Regions from separate parts of the Sus scrofa genome. Here all the other regions are linked to region 3. The links are chromatin contacts, called in public Hi-C maps. All regions are on one chromosome and are shown on one strand. Each heading gives the region's core, a stretch centred on a gene start, on an enhancer-like site or on the middle of the called end of the contact. The rest is flanking DNA. Distances are from core to core; before and after follow the strand shown.

Region 1 (4,569 bases), core at 1,909-4,408, 130 kb before region 3:
CCCAGATGAGGACAGAACCCGACCCTTTTCTGCAAGAGGCATATCACACGTCTCTCCACCCAGTTCCCAGGAGGACCATGCTTGCCTATTTCCTCTGAAGCCACGTGGTATGAAATGTGATCTGAAACATGTTTTTTATTAACCATATATCATGACTCAATGTTTTTTTTTTTTTAAAGAACTAATAACTTCCATGCCCATGAACCTACAGCCATAATTTTACAAAGCTACATATTCATGAGCCACGTGATTAGGGTCTCTGCCAACTGTGCACTCAAGAAACACAAATCCATGCGACCGTTTAAGAATTCTTGGATGTTTCCACTTTGTATCCACAACCAGATGACTCTGTCCAACAGAATGACTTACAACATATTCGCTAATTTTTCTCAAAACAATTCATGACCATCACCCTCTGTCCTGAATTTTTATTTCTGTTGAAATAGAAAGAAGGAAAGAATGCCCTGCACGTGGGCACAGGTCCAAGAGGAAAGCTCTGAGATGCTACCCTTTGAACAGACACACACACAAACGTGAACATGAGCTGGTGCAAAAGCAATGCGCTGTCTCTCCCAGGGAAACGCTACAGAAATGACGGCATATGTGAACACGTACATACACAGGGAGAAGCGAAAATAACTCACTGCGTCTCAAAGATGAACCCAGTGCCCACAGGTTAGCAAGTTAATGAAGGATGAGCTGCTTTGTAATAGAGGGTTTTCCAAAGCAGAGGCCCAGGCCTCGTAGGGATCCTTGATAACCCTACAAAATCGTCTCTGGAGACTTAAATTCACCCCTTCCTGTCTTCCAAGGTAGCGTGATGTCCGAAGGAGCGGAGCCCAAGGTATAAAGGGCACCCAAAGGACGTCTTTCAGGAACAAATAAAATGTTGGCATCCCGACCACTGCTCGCCGTGAGCCCATCTGCCTGGACCTCCACTCGTGCTTCTGGGAAATCCCTTCCGAAGAAGGGTTCTGTCTCCTATTTTTCTTTTACGCTACATCCAACCTGCCAACCCAGGTTCCAGGACACACAGTGAATTTCACAAACACTTGACTCCCAGTAGGTACCTAGAATTCTCTGGACAGATTTCCTCTTTGCCAAGGCGGAACAGTCTGTGTTCCACTTACAGACAAGGAAACTGAGGCTCGGAGAGGCTCAAGGACCTGCCTGGGGCACAGCATTGGCAGAAAGCAGGGCTGACAACAGACCCCAACACCTCATTTCTCACCCTGGAGCTCTTTCTACTCTAGCTGCAGGGAGCAGTCGCTGCTAAACTCAAGGAATCTGTAGAGCAGGATAGATAAGAGGGCCCCGGACCCTGGCTTAGTCGAATCCTGAAGAAGAAACCATAAAAAGGGGGCTTCCACGTGGGGCACGCTTCGTGGATTCTGAGCCCTCGCATCTGACTGAGGCAAACGGGGCTCCGAGAGGTAGGGTCAGCCCCGTTGCGTAACATTAGCAAGGAACGAGTGCCCATTCAACCGCATCTGCAGGATGCCAGAAACCACGCAATAGGAGCCCAGCTTTTACGAGAGTGACCAGGGAAGCAGGCAGGCGGAGCAGGGCTGTGCCTTCTCTGCTTCTGGACAGAGTCTCTCCAAGGGTGGTTTTCCTTCTCTCTGCCCCCTGCTTCCCCAGCAGCTGGAGGGAGGAGTCGTCCCGGTGAAAGCGGAGGAGAACGGGAATGGAAGCACAGAGGAAAATCAAAATGACTGTCACGGAAGCAAAGGAGCCTTTCCCAGGAGACAGATTTCCTCCATCCCACGGCATGGAAAAATACCCTGCCACCTTCCTTAACAAAACACTTGCTTTTTCGACCAAACGGCTCTCTGGAGGCTGCCCACCACATTAACCAAGGACACCAGAGACGGAACATCTGATGCAATTGCCCAAGGCTTGGGAAGGGCAGATTCATCAGATTACCAGATCAGCCTTACCCAGTAAAGCCTTAAAGGACAGCAGGGATTCGACACAAAGCAACACCAACCTTCCCCCACACAGACGTGACCCAGCACGTCCAGCAGAGGCAGGAAAAGTCTATGAACCCTTCAGGACAGGACGTCTTGATTTGGAAGAACACGCCCAGGAAGCCTCGTAGGGCCAGGGGGCCACTCTCTGGCAACATTTCCCAGCTTTCATACAACCGCTTAGGATAAATTCTAGCAAGGCTTTCGAAAACTCTTTCTGGACCAGAATTACCAGCTGAAACTGGCCTCTTTCCAAGGTGCTAATTACCACAGTGACATTTAGGAAGAGCTCTCACCACAAAAGAGCCAGAAACTCGCTCCTAGGAAGTCGGGTAGTTGACTGACCCTAGTTCATGAGAGGATCAAGCCCCTTATAATTAAGGCTCTTATGGACAAGCCACAAAACCAACAGATAAGCAGCCTCTGGAGCAAAACTGCCCGGTACACAACCACTCAGATCATCCCACAGAGCACAGTGAGTCATTCCACAAGAGACGTTTTTAAAAAAGAAAAACGAAGAACCAATCTTGAAACGTTTAGATTTCATCTGCCTTTTTTTAAGAGAGCATTTATTTGGGGAAAGACCTCACGGGAAAATCCAAAATGTTACAACCAGACTCCGGGTACACACGGATGCCCCTTCTGGTTGAGCCCCAAAGCCATGCCCGGCTGCAACCCTGACCAGCTACCACGCAGTGCTCCTCCCTCACCCCAGAGGGAGCTGCCCTGGCTGCACGTGGAATAGGACTGTCTCCAATTTCAGGATCCAGTGGACTTCCGATCTGTAACCATCTCTCCCAGATCACAGGCAGCCCCTCAGGACAGGCGATCCAGCAGCCCCCTGCAACCTGGAGCCCCCGGTCAGCGCAGCGCCCAGGGTCCTGCGGGCACCGGAAACTGGCGGAGGCGGGGAATGCACAGGTAGAGGCGGAAACCACCCATCACACCAGGGGCGCGCACGCCACGCTGTCCTCCACGGGGGCGGGGAACGGCCGAACGACGGAAAGGAGGAAATTCGAAAAGAAAAAAAGCATTCCCGGGTGTTTAAATGCAGCCCAGGAGAGAATTCAGGACAAAATTTTAAAGTTCCCTCCTCTACAAGCAAACTTGAATGTCTGAGTTCTTGCGAGGGCATCCTGGACGCTCAGCGCGCAGCCACACATCCCTTGGATTCAGGAAAGGAGGCTGTGGGCATGCGCGGTGGTGCGGGCGTGCGTGGCCCTTCCTAGAGCCGCGCTAAGCACACATCTGGGGCTATTTAACAACTGATTGGAAATTTGGCCTTCTGATTTCCAGTTAAATACTGGGCACAGGAAAACAAATAGCACTTGTTTTTCACTGAGCCTTGTCAGGCATCCAAACTGCAGTGCAGACCAGAGAACTGCCTGTGGTTTGGTGGCAGGGGCCCAAAATATTTGGCCCTTTTTCTCCCCAAGTTTAAGTAAAAGGAACAGACCGACTTTGGCAACCTCAGCTGCTTCACCCACCCAGCCACCCCGCTCAGAAACACAAAACGAGGCTTTAAATATTAAGCTTGTTCCTGGTATTAATTTACATTTTTCATTAGGATTAAATTTTTATTTGTTTTTAATCCTAAGCCAAAAGCAGAGAGTTCAGTTTCTCTCATTTATTTCAGTGGCCCTGCCCTGGTATTTACTTGGATTTGCTGAAGAGGCAACATTCAGATTTGCCATTTTCTGTTTCCAATTAAACGGGGCTCTAATATCTAGCAGTTGTACTATCAAAGAACGAGAGTTTGGGAGGAACTCGAGAGACTGAGTGGTACCAGCACCTCGATTTAGAGATGAGGAAGCTGAGGCCTGGGGAGTTAAGTGACTTTGTCCTGTGACTGAAGCCTAACTAGTTAGGGGCAGAACCAAGACTAGTCCAGAGATTGAAGTATAACTACTTAGGGACAGAACCAAGGCTAGTCCAGTGATCGGAGTGTAACTAGCTAGGAGCAGAACCAAGACTAGTCCAGCAATGGGAGCATATCTACTTAGTGGCAGAGCCGAGACTAGTCCAGTGATTGAAATATAACTACTTAGTGGCAGAACCAACTAGTGCTTGGGCCTCCTGACACCCAGGCCAGAGTGTGAACTAGAAACAAAAATCTGAGCTTCCTCTGGGTGGAACTACCAGATAAGATATAGGACACTTAGTTAAATTTGAATTTTAGGTAAACACTGAATACGTTTTGAGTACAGATATGCCCCACATATTGGAAACTCGGCCTTGCAGGCCAGCATCTCCTTCAGCCCCCCACCTTCACTCCGACACACACATCTGCATAATTTCTTTCCTGATTTTACTGCTAAGTGGCTGAAAAACAGTAATCGCAGCACAGAAGTCCCAAGAGCGAATGAGGTTGGAAGAAGCTGTGGCTTACATCTTGAGATTTCCGCTAATCTTAAAAACACCTTTTTCCCTCACGAGCAGGCACAGCAACAAGCCTGACGTGAAAAGGCTGTCAGGGTCCCGGGATGACGCCTTTCTTGTTATTAGAAGCCAGGCATTAGGGCCTCAGCTTGCGAATTTCTGCTTGTCCCAGGACTATAAGTCTGTAACCCTTGCAGGAGAGTGTGCTCAGGTTTGTAAT
Region 2 (4,163 bases), core at 1,170-3,669, 180 kb before region 3:
CATTCACAAGGAAGTCAGAAAGGATGAGAAGTGACTCATAAAACAGGAGGAGGACATGTTAAAGTCACTGTGTGTGTAGTTTGCAGATACTTTCGCAAAAGAAAAATGAAACTCTCAGATTTCCAAGAGATCCCCAAGTCTGAAATTTATTTCGAGCCACAGACTTATTAAAACACGTGTCGCCGCTGTAAAAATCCCAAGTCTGTGGTCCTCCATCTGAGGACCTACCATCTGAATGAAAAAGCAGCTTGCAAATTCAGAGGTTAAGCTGCTTAGAGGAGTTCCCGTCGCGGCTCGTGGCTCACGGAAACGAATCTGACTGGCATCCATGAGGACACATGTTCGATTCCTGGCCTCGTTCAGTGGGTTAAGGATCCGGCACTGCCGTGAGCTGTAGTGTAGGTCGAAGATGTGGCTCAGATCTGGCGTTGCTGTGGCTCTGGCAAGGCTGGCAGCTACAGCTCCGATTAGATCCCTAGCCTGGGACCCTCCATATGCACAGGTGCGCCCTAAAAAGACCAAAAACAAAAACAAAACCACCTTAGGAAAATAAGGAGAATTTTCAAGATCAAAATGTGATTCATTGCTTCTTCTTCATGGAACACCTCCAACCGTGAGGCGCTACAGAAAAAACACGGTTCAAATTCTTTGCAAACCTACTTTCGTGCACATTTAAAAGGATGACAGACAACAGGAAGGAAGACGGTGAGAAGGAGAGAACAGCACATAAGGATCGAGCGTTCCTACGAATCATCACGTGTCACCCATCTCCTCACATTCAATCCTCCATCTCGACAGCCACCTATTGTGTCACAAGCTGCTTTTTAACACTTTTTTTTTTCCAACCCTGCTCTTGCTAGGAGGAGAACGGAAATATTTCTCAGTGGGGAGCGATGTCAATTTTATGGTCAGCAAAACATAAATAGAACCAATTGTTCCTCCATTTGGCAAAGGTTTTTGCATGTGAAATTAATTCCAGGCACAGAAATAAAACATTTCCTTTCGTTTAAGAGAGCTACTTTCTTTGAATCACTTATAAAAAGGAAAAACCCGTTTCCAAGGGAGCGAGGTTCTCGGGGGAGTAGAATTTCTAAGGTCTCTCTCTCCCGTCAGGGAAATGGGGGGGCAGCATCTCCGTTGTTTCCACCCTGTGTCTGCGTCCTCTCCGCTCATCGGAGGGGCTCCAGCTGATCTCTCGGCGAACGCCATCCCTCTGCCTCTCAGCTCTGCGTGGAGGACCCAGCTGGAGACAAGTCTGAGCCCCGAGCAGCGCCAGCGCTCAGAGGCTCTCCTTCGGGAAAGGAGGATTCGGAGAAGATTCTGGGGGATCCACATCCCCAAGTTCTGGTCCCTACGCTTCCAGCCCCGTGCCCTCTGGTGTTCATTTGACTTCTAGCAAAAGGGACAGCCCTGTTGCACCTGCTGCATCCAAAAGGCGTTGGAGTCTTCAGAGGGAGGAAGCTTGGGAAGACTCCACGGAGGTGAAGATGACCCAAGCCTTCCGTCTCATTTAATCGAGTCTGCAGGACAGGGATTAAAAGAGGACTTGTCTTCCCAGTCTACAGGCACAGAAGTGGGTCATGATGACAAGTTTCTGGGGAAGACTTTCTAAATGTCTGCAGACGCAGGTGTCAACCCCGAGACTCGGATTGGCGACTACGGAAGAAGGTGCCCTCAGGCATCTCTTTCAGGGTTCACAAGACCGCCCCATGATACTGCGGAAGAATATACTTCAGAGAATGGGTGATGAGGCACTCAGCATGAAGGAACTCTCCAGACTGCCCACTATGTGTACGGGATGGGGTCAGCCATGGAGACTAATCCGGAAAGTCCTAGAGAAGAAAAAAAACGAGGCAACATTATCTGGAAGAGCTCTGGGCGTGCAGCCAGAAAGCCCAGATTCTAGCCCTGCCTCAGGGCCAGTCATAACCATAGGGAAATCACTTCAGTACTTCTGGGTCAGAGTGCTCTTCTGCGGAGAGAAATGAACCTGGCCCAGATCATCTCCAGCGTATCATTTTGTTGCAGCTGGTCGCTCCTTTGGTCTTAGAAGCCCTCTCTCCACACCCCTGGGACTCGTGGTTGTCTTAAGGTATAGCCACGGGCTCCGTTAGCCTCTCCTCCGAGCAGCTAGAAATCCTTAATGACACAAAGCGCAACAGTCCCATGGCTCTGTGTAATGCATTCAGGTCGCAACCCATGTAAGGATGGCCCATCATGACCTTGTCTCTCTAAGACTAAGAAATTCACTCCCTTCCCATGAAGGTGACACACAGCCATGGGTCCACACGTGCTCATCTTTAAAAATGGCAAAGGTAGAGAGGAGAAAAGAAGAACGAAGGAAGGTTAGAGGAAGGGAGAAAGAAAGGAGGAGGAAAAAAAGGGGGGGAGTGAGAGAGAATGAGAGCAGAAGTCTCCTTATCAAACCTCCAAGTCTGGCGAACGTTCCATAACCAACTCATTCTTATGAAAGCCCAGGAGGCTTTATTTCGAAACAGTTGCATAAAGACTTACGTGGAGAAATTGGATTCGATTCCTTCGTGCTTGGACCTGTTTCTGAAACAAAAACATAAATCACGATGCGTTCTGATTTTTTTTCAAAGGAACTGAGTTTTTAAGTAAAAGGTTATCCACATTGCAGCAGAGGCTGACACTCCTCGGTTGGTAAGACTTCTGTTTGTTAGGAATACTCAGTGGTCATCTTTGGATATAAAGACTGCACCAGGGAGGACTCAGAAATTTTAAGCCCTGTCCTTGGTTTCTCCAGCTTGATTTCTGAAGGCAAATGCCTCAACCTAAGGCATCGGAGTCTGGTAATTCGTGCATGGGGACATGCCTTTATATTGATTTACAAAAGGGTCCCCTACCTTGAAATACTGTGTTTCCCCAGTGTTTTCAATATTACTCCACTTTCAAAAAAGTCTTATGTGAAGGCACCCGAGGGCTCTAAGTGTCTTCATTCTCCCACCGCCGTGCTGTCGTGCGCTGGTTCGGCTTCTCGCGGCACATCTGCACCCTCACAGCCTTTTCTGCCTGGTGTCCTTTCTCCACTACTGCTGACTTTTCCGAGCCCAGAGCTGACTATGCTGCTGCCCAGATTAAACCGCTCAATGACTTCCCTTCATTTATGGGGAAAAAGTCCAGCTCGAGCCCGCACCCAGGTCTGCCTCCCTCTGCCCACCGCTCTCCAGCCACCCTTGCTATTGGCTTCCTCGCCCAGGCCGGGCTCCTCATGGTGAAGTCCCCCCACTGTCCAAGCAGTTCCATGTCCTTGCAAGTTCCAAGCCACCCCCGAGACCTGCTCCATTGGCATTTTCCCGGGGAGGGCATCTCTGGCGCTCCCATCACCCCACCTGGTGCCACCCAGCAGGGCAAGTCTCCCCAGTTCTGCTGGCGCCCTCCCTCTCTGTTAGAGATGCACCTTCATCTAGCGTCACACCGGGATTCTCTCGCTTCTTTCTCATTTGCGTGGCCTCAGGACTCAGCCTGGCACAGAACAGCCTTCCCAGAAATGCAGGGTGAAGGAGGATTAGACTGATGCACTTTTTGAACATGGAGGCAGCGGAGGAAGTTTGGAATGAGACAGTATGAAAATGCCTGCGTGCTTTCCATTTCTACATAAAGCTTTTGTGCTCAGACAGTGGGCTTGATCTCATCTGAGCTTTCAGCCACCCCCGCGGGAGGCAGGGCAAGAAGCCTTATCACCATTTTACAAACGAGCAGCTTGAGACCGTTGTGGGACTTAGCCCAAGGTCACAGCTGGGAAGCATCAGGGCGGGCCTGACCCAAGATTCCAGATTCTGCCTCGAAACTGGCTGGGAGTGTCATTCTGTCCTTAGCTGGGGAAGCGCCAGTGGAGAAGCACCTTGGGCACAGCTACGTGCCACGGGCCACCCTCAACGCTGAGAACGTCACAGACCAGGGGGAGCAGGGCATTGCCTACCACTTAGTTCTGTATAAGTGAACTACAGATAACTTCTATATTTTTAAGTCACTGAAAAAAATCAAAATACTATTATTATTTTGCTTTTTAGGGCCACACTTGCAGCACATGGAGGTTCCCAGGCTAGGGGTCAAATCGGAGCTACAGCTGCTGGTCTACACCGCAGCCACAGCCATGAGGGATCTGAGCCGCACGACCTACATCACAGCTCATGGCAACA
Region 3 (4,817 bases), core at 173-2,672:
GAGCCCAGGAAACGGACCCAAATCCTATTTCGTAAGGCACTTCCAAGCTGTGTTGACTTATTTCAGCTTGACTAGAGACCCAACAAATTAACAATAGCTTGTGCTTTATGCAAAGCTACAAAAAGACAATGCCATCATCCCAAGAGTTCCTCTGAAGATGTGGCACCAGAGAAATGACTGCCCTGGGTCTTGGTGCACTAATTTCCTTCCAAGGCCCCCAGCGCCCTAGATTCACTCTTTTATATTCCAAACCGTACATGTGCCTAGAGGCAACACAAGACTGCCTTGAAGTTAAAGACTCCTGAAAAACATTATCTAACTTGAATCATGCAAAGTTCAAAACGGAGTTAACATTTTTTAAGTTCCACAATTCCAAAAGAAGTTTAAAATTATAAGAAAAACACTCCAGGGGACGGACTGCAACAGCAATAAAATCACCTTTTAAATAACGGTTAAGAGTACAAAAAAGAAAAAAAAAATGAGGACTGTCCTCATTAACTAATGAACCTGACAGTTACAATTAGTCTCCATCCAACAGCAATGGAGGAAAACAAATACAGTTTCAAACTGGATTCTCAAGAACAGGGGTAATTCAAAATGACCACAAAGCAAATTCATCCAGGACAAATATTACAGCAAAAAATGTTAATACTTACCAGTCATCCCCTAAATGTTACCTGTTCTGTCTGTGAAGCTTACAATGCAGAGTCAGAAATTTCTACAAATTTATGATCCCAGGAACTTGGTCATCACTTAGGCACTAAAGAAGTCAGCAGCAATCGCCTTCTTTCTTGGTGCTCAAAGGACATCTGAGTTCCTGGGGTGCTTAGGCCCAGACGAGGCTCTCAGAAAAGCCAGAGCCCCGGACTTTTACAAGATACCATCAAGTTTGCATGTAAAAAAGAAAGGTTAATTCCTTTGAGTCTCCAAAAGACTATATATATATATATATATATATGTATATAAAGGAAATTATATATATATATATTTTTTTTTTTTTTTGGTCTTTTTGCCTTTTCTAGGGCTGCTCCCGGGGCATATGGAGGTTCCCAGGCTAGGGGTCCAATCGGAGCTGTAGCTGCCAGCCTACGCCACAGTCACAGCAACGCAGGATTCGAGCCCCACAGCTCATGGCAATGCCAGATCCTTGGCCCACTGAACAAGGCCAGGGATCGAACCCGCAACCTTGTGGTTCCTAGTCGGATTCATTAACCACCGAGCCACAGTGGGATCTCCGACAATACTTTCCTTTAAGCAAACCCATTTTGGCCCTGTGTAAAGGCTGTCCTAAGCCCTAAGGCATCTTAGCCAGCTGCTAGCAGGGGCCTGGAACAGGGCTGCTAATGTGCCAAACTCCCAAGAGCAGGGCCCTTAAGCCTATTAAGGTGTTGGGGGTTGATAAATGTTTGCTCAATAAGCAAGCCAGAGGAGAGCATGGAAGCCTAAATTAGACCCCAAATAAAATGCCACTCGGATGTATAAGTGCCATGTTGAGGTTAAGAAAGAAGAGACTCAATTTGAAAGTTATTTTAACATAGGATCCACTTGACTCTCACTTGGTAAATGGAACTTAAATCCATACTACCTGATATTCTAGAAACAAGAAAGGAAACTGGCCTACAAAACTGTAGACAAAGATTGAAAACCTTTTTTAAAAGCCAATTTAACTGTTTTTCCAAGCATGCTCATTCCTAAATATTGTTTATATCTTTATCGGTAGACATGCATCTATACTAAGCAAATATGATACCTCTGACCTGTTACTACACTAAAATATAAGCCTGTGAAGAAGGCACCGGAGTAGACACGCTGTTACTCAAAATAACAATCCCTTCGTGTCTTGCAATCAGATGTTAATGAAAAATGATGACAGGATGGTGAGCCCACCACCCTCCACCTCCCCAGAACAGACTCACTCCATCCGACTTTCTACACGAGGCCAACGAGGGCCATTGCAAAAGGAGTTACGAAGGCTCTCTCTGGACTCCCAGTTCTCCAAGATAATTTGAAATATTACCCAAAGGACACAAAATTATTTGACCTACACCTCCTAAGGAAAACAAATGGAAATAAACGGTATGTGTATTTAACATCTGTCCCGGCACCAGAGCTCTGGACACATATCCACCACGTAGGCTCTGTCCTCAAAAAGTCATTCTTACGATAATGAGTTGAAATTACACCCAGTTCTCCAAAGTCAACTCAAAAAGCAACTTGGTTATTTTGCTAGATAAAACCACAACAGGTTCCCCTTCTGAAATGTATGTTTAATACTCTATAAAAACTGATTTGGGTGCCTAACAGATATCAATAGGTAATGTGTTATGCTCCCCCTATTGGCTAATATTCAAAATAACAATGAATTCCCCAGGGGTTGCCTTTGAGGAGCTGGGGTTCACAAGTAAGTTGGTGATTTTAATGCTTAAAAACATGAGCTGGATCAACAGTTGTGAGGCAAAGCTGCCATGTGATGGTCAGATTCCATCAAAACAGGAAAAATTAAAGTTGACAAATGACAAAGACAAACTAAAGGGCTGAAACTATGCTGAAGCCTTGAAACACTAAACAATGCAGAATGAAAGCCAAAAGCAGAGAACATCAAGAAACAGAGCAACATCCTTTAACTGACACAATGGCATGAAATCAATTTCATTTTAATAGCCCTTAAGAGGGTAAGAATTATTTCCCTGCCTTCTGTGCCAACCCCAAGCTGTTTCCTAAGGAAGCCAAGTAACACTGACCAACAATGTCTGGAGAATTAATAAAAGAAAAGAAGATTAAAGATCCAAATTAGTTACTCCAAATCAGAGTTCTATTTACAATTACTTGGAGTCAGTTTCAGGGGCGCCAGAATTTGACCCCACCCGGCATGGGTAGCTCACCTAAATTAATCTCAGACACCTGATGTGCTTTCCAAGCGATGGGTTCACCTTAAAGGAGCTGAAGACGGGAGAAGATGCTGGGATTTGCTGCACACGAATCGGACTGCACTTGCTGTTCTCGGCTGAGTGTCTGAGCCGGGCTTCCCAAGTCAGAACAGCTGTGTAATAGCCTGGGCAAGTAACTAAACTCTAGAGTCTTGTCTAAAAAAATCGGTCCACTAATAGTGTTTTTGCCAGAGTTGGGGTCCCGGTTCAGTGTCCATAAGGCCCGAGGACAGTAACTGGCACACAGCTTGTGCCCAATAAACGTTGGCTATCATTATCACCAGAAAGAAATAGTTATTTTCACCCACAGATACCTGTTGGCAACCTAAAGTACCATTTCGGGAAAATGAAAAGGACTTGACAGATGCTTTGCTGCTTGTAGAGCCTTCTCTCCTCCCAAACCACTCGCTTACTAGTCTTAGAAGGGATGCGGACTCAGAAAAAGCCTGCCGCCCCGTCTCGGTCTATCATTCCTACCATCCCCTATCCTCGACGGCCTTCTCCGGACGCCGCCGGGCTTCGGACAAGCAGCGCTAAGAGCCGAGCCGCCCTTTGCTCGGCGCCAGGCATCGATCGTTCTAGTACGTGACATATGTTAAAGCATTCAATCCTCAAGTAACCTTATGAGGCCAATACTATTTATTAGTATTCCCACTTCACAGGGAAGGAAATGTGAGCGATTTTCGTCTCTCGGCTCTTTCTGTAACACCAAATCCACTAAGTTCTACTCTGTCAAGGTAATTCACGCTCGACAAGCCCGTTCCTACCCTTAAGTGACTCTGGAAAGTGGGGCAAATGCCCTAATAAGAACAAGACTGCAAGCACGTTCTCCTAGCGACAGCCCGTGAGTTCCTAGCTTATTCTAACCAAATGAAGGTGTCAGGAGAAGTCTTCAAAATAAACTGGGTAAGGTGGCTAACAAGTTAACGCGGGCGAGGCGGATGCTCCGCGGGGCTCCGGGCTGCAGCGGCCGGCAGAGCCCCCCGAGGACGCGGCCCGCGGGGCGCGCAGCTCACGTCGGTGCCAGAGTCCCGGGCCCGCAGCCTCTGCAACGGCAATTGAGTGCAAACCCACCACCAATCTTGCCCACCAACGCTGTCACGCGCCCGGTGGGAAGTGGCCATCGCGCCCCCGCGGAGGTCAGAAGAAACCGCGGAAAGGAAGAGTGAGGGCAGGAGCGGAACAGATGTCTTCCCCAGCACCGCGCATCGCCCCGCGCGCTGCCCAGCCCGGGCGGCCGCTTCCCCACGACCTCCGGCGTCAACACCGCCCGACCCGACCGAGGCCGCCCCCACCGGCCCGGGGGTCCCGGCGGCCCGAGCGATCCCGGCCGGGAGACGGGCGCGGAGCCCCGCGCAGCGCCGACAGGCACCGCGCAGCCTGCAGAGCCCCCGGCGGGGACGGGTGCTGGGGCGAGCGGTGCGGCCAAGGGCGTCCGGGCGCCCGCTGCAGCGCCGCGGGGCCCGGCCGGCACGTACCTCGGAGGCGGCGTGTCCAGCGGAGATCCACCCGCCACAAGTTGGAGGAAAAAGCAGAGCGAAGTTTCCCCGCCCAGCGCCCGGCGGCCGCGAAGCTCCGGCAGCTGCTGCGCCGCAGCGCAACTACGCCATCCGGACCCGCCGGGGACTTTCTCCTCCTGCAGGGAGCTCGGGGAATCGCGCAGGGAAAGTGGCCGCGCACCCGAGCCGCCGACTTCCCTCCGTCACTCGCTGGGAAGAGGAAAGCGCCACTCGGCGTCCCCGAAACCCTCGATTACCCCCATCGGGCCGACCCCGCGCCCCCGCTCCCCCCACACTCGCGGGCGGGGACGGGCAGGAGGCCACAGCAATCAGCGCGCGGGGGGAAGGGCGCTCCTCCTCCGCGGTCCCCACCGCACTCCCGGCCGCCCAG

The links. A called contact is a pair of places that touch in the nucleus more often than the background predicts.
Region 1: a contact with region 3 is called in a Hi-C map of retroperitoneal adipose tissue, with 2.0 times the contacts expected there. The contact joins two enhancer-like sites. A contact is called at or near these places in 2 of 5 promoter capture datasets (fetal skeletal muscle and liver), 7 of 47 Hi-C or Micro-C datasets (embryonic fibroblasts, fetal heart ventricle, mesenteric adipose tissue and 3 more) and 1 of 2 datasets of contacts at active chromatin or transcription factors (skeletal muscle).
Region 2: a Hi-C map of retroperitoneal adipose tissue shows a contact between it and region 3, with 2.0 times the contacts expected there. The contact joins two enhancer-like sites. A contact is called at or near these places in 1 of 5 promoter capture datasets (liver), 3 of 47 Hi-C or Micro-C datasets (heart right ventricle, liver and retroperitoneal adipose tissue) and 1 of 2 datasets of contacts at active chromatin or transcription factors (skeletal muscle).

What each region holds. Positions count from the first base shown.
Region 1 is chr4:125,246,265-125,250,833 of Sscrofa11.1, reverse strand. The region is part of intron 3 of TGFBR3 (transforming growth factor, beta receptor III); the gene reads right to left. Among named protein-coding and RNA genes, the nearest start is that of TGFBR3, 110 kb to the right of the region's middle. Within about 2 kb of position 3,158, at least 33 of the 83 cell types and tissues checked have an H3K27ac peak or open chromatin away from gene starts, as enhancers often do. A contact at or near this core is called in retroperitoneal adipose tissue, where this site is marked.
Region 2 is chr4:125,293,292-125,297,454 of Sscrofa11.1, reverse strand. It overlaps TGFBR3 (transforming growth factor, beta receptor III), which reads right to left. Exons shown (of 18, transcript NM_214272.1): 16 at 2,515-2,550. Among named protein-coding and RNA genes, the nearest start is that of TGFBR3, 160 kb to the right of the region's middle. Within about 2 kb of position 2,419, at least 17 of the 83 cell types and tissues checked have an H3K27ac peak or open chromatin away from gene starts, as enhancers often do. A contact at or near this core is called in retroperitoneal adipose tissue, where this site is marked.
Region 3 is chr4:125,109,971-125,114,787 of Sscrofa11.1, reverse strand. It overlaps a transcript of TGFBR3 not described here. Among named protein-coding and RNA genes, the nearest start is that of TGFBR3, 25 kb to the left of the region's middle. Within about 2 kb of position 1,422, at least 3 of the 83 cell types and tissues checked have an H3K27ac peak or open chromatin away from gene starts, as enhancers often do. A contact at or near this core is called in retroperitoneal adipose tissue, where this site is marked.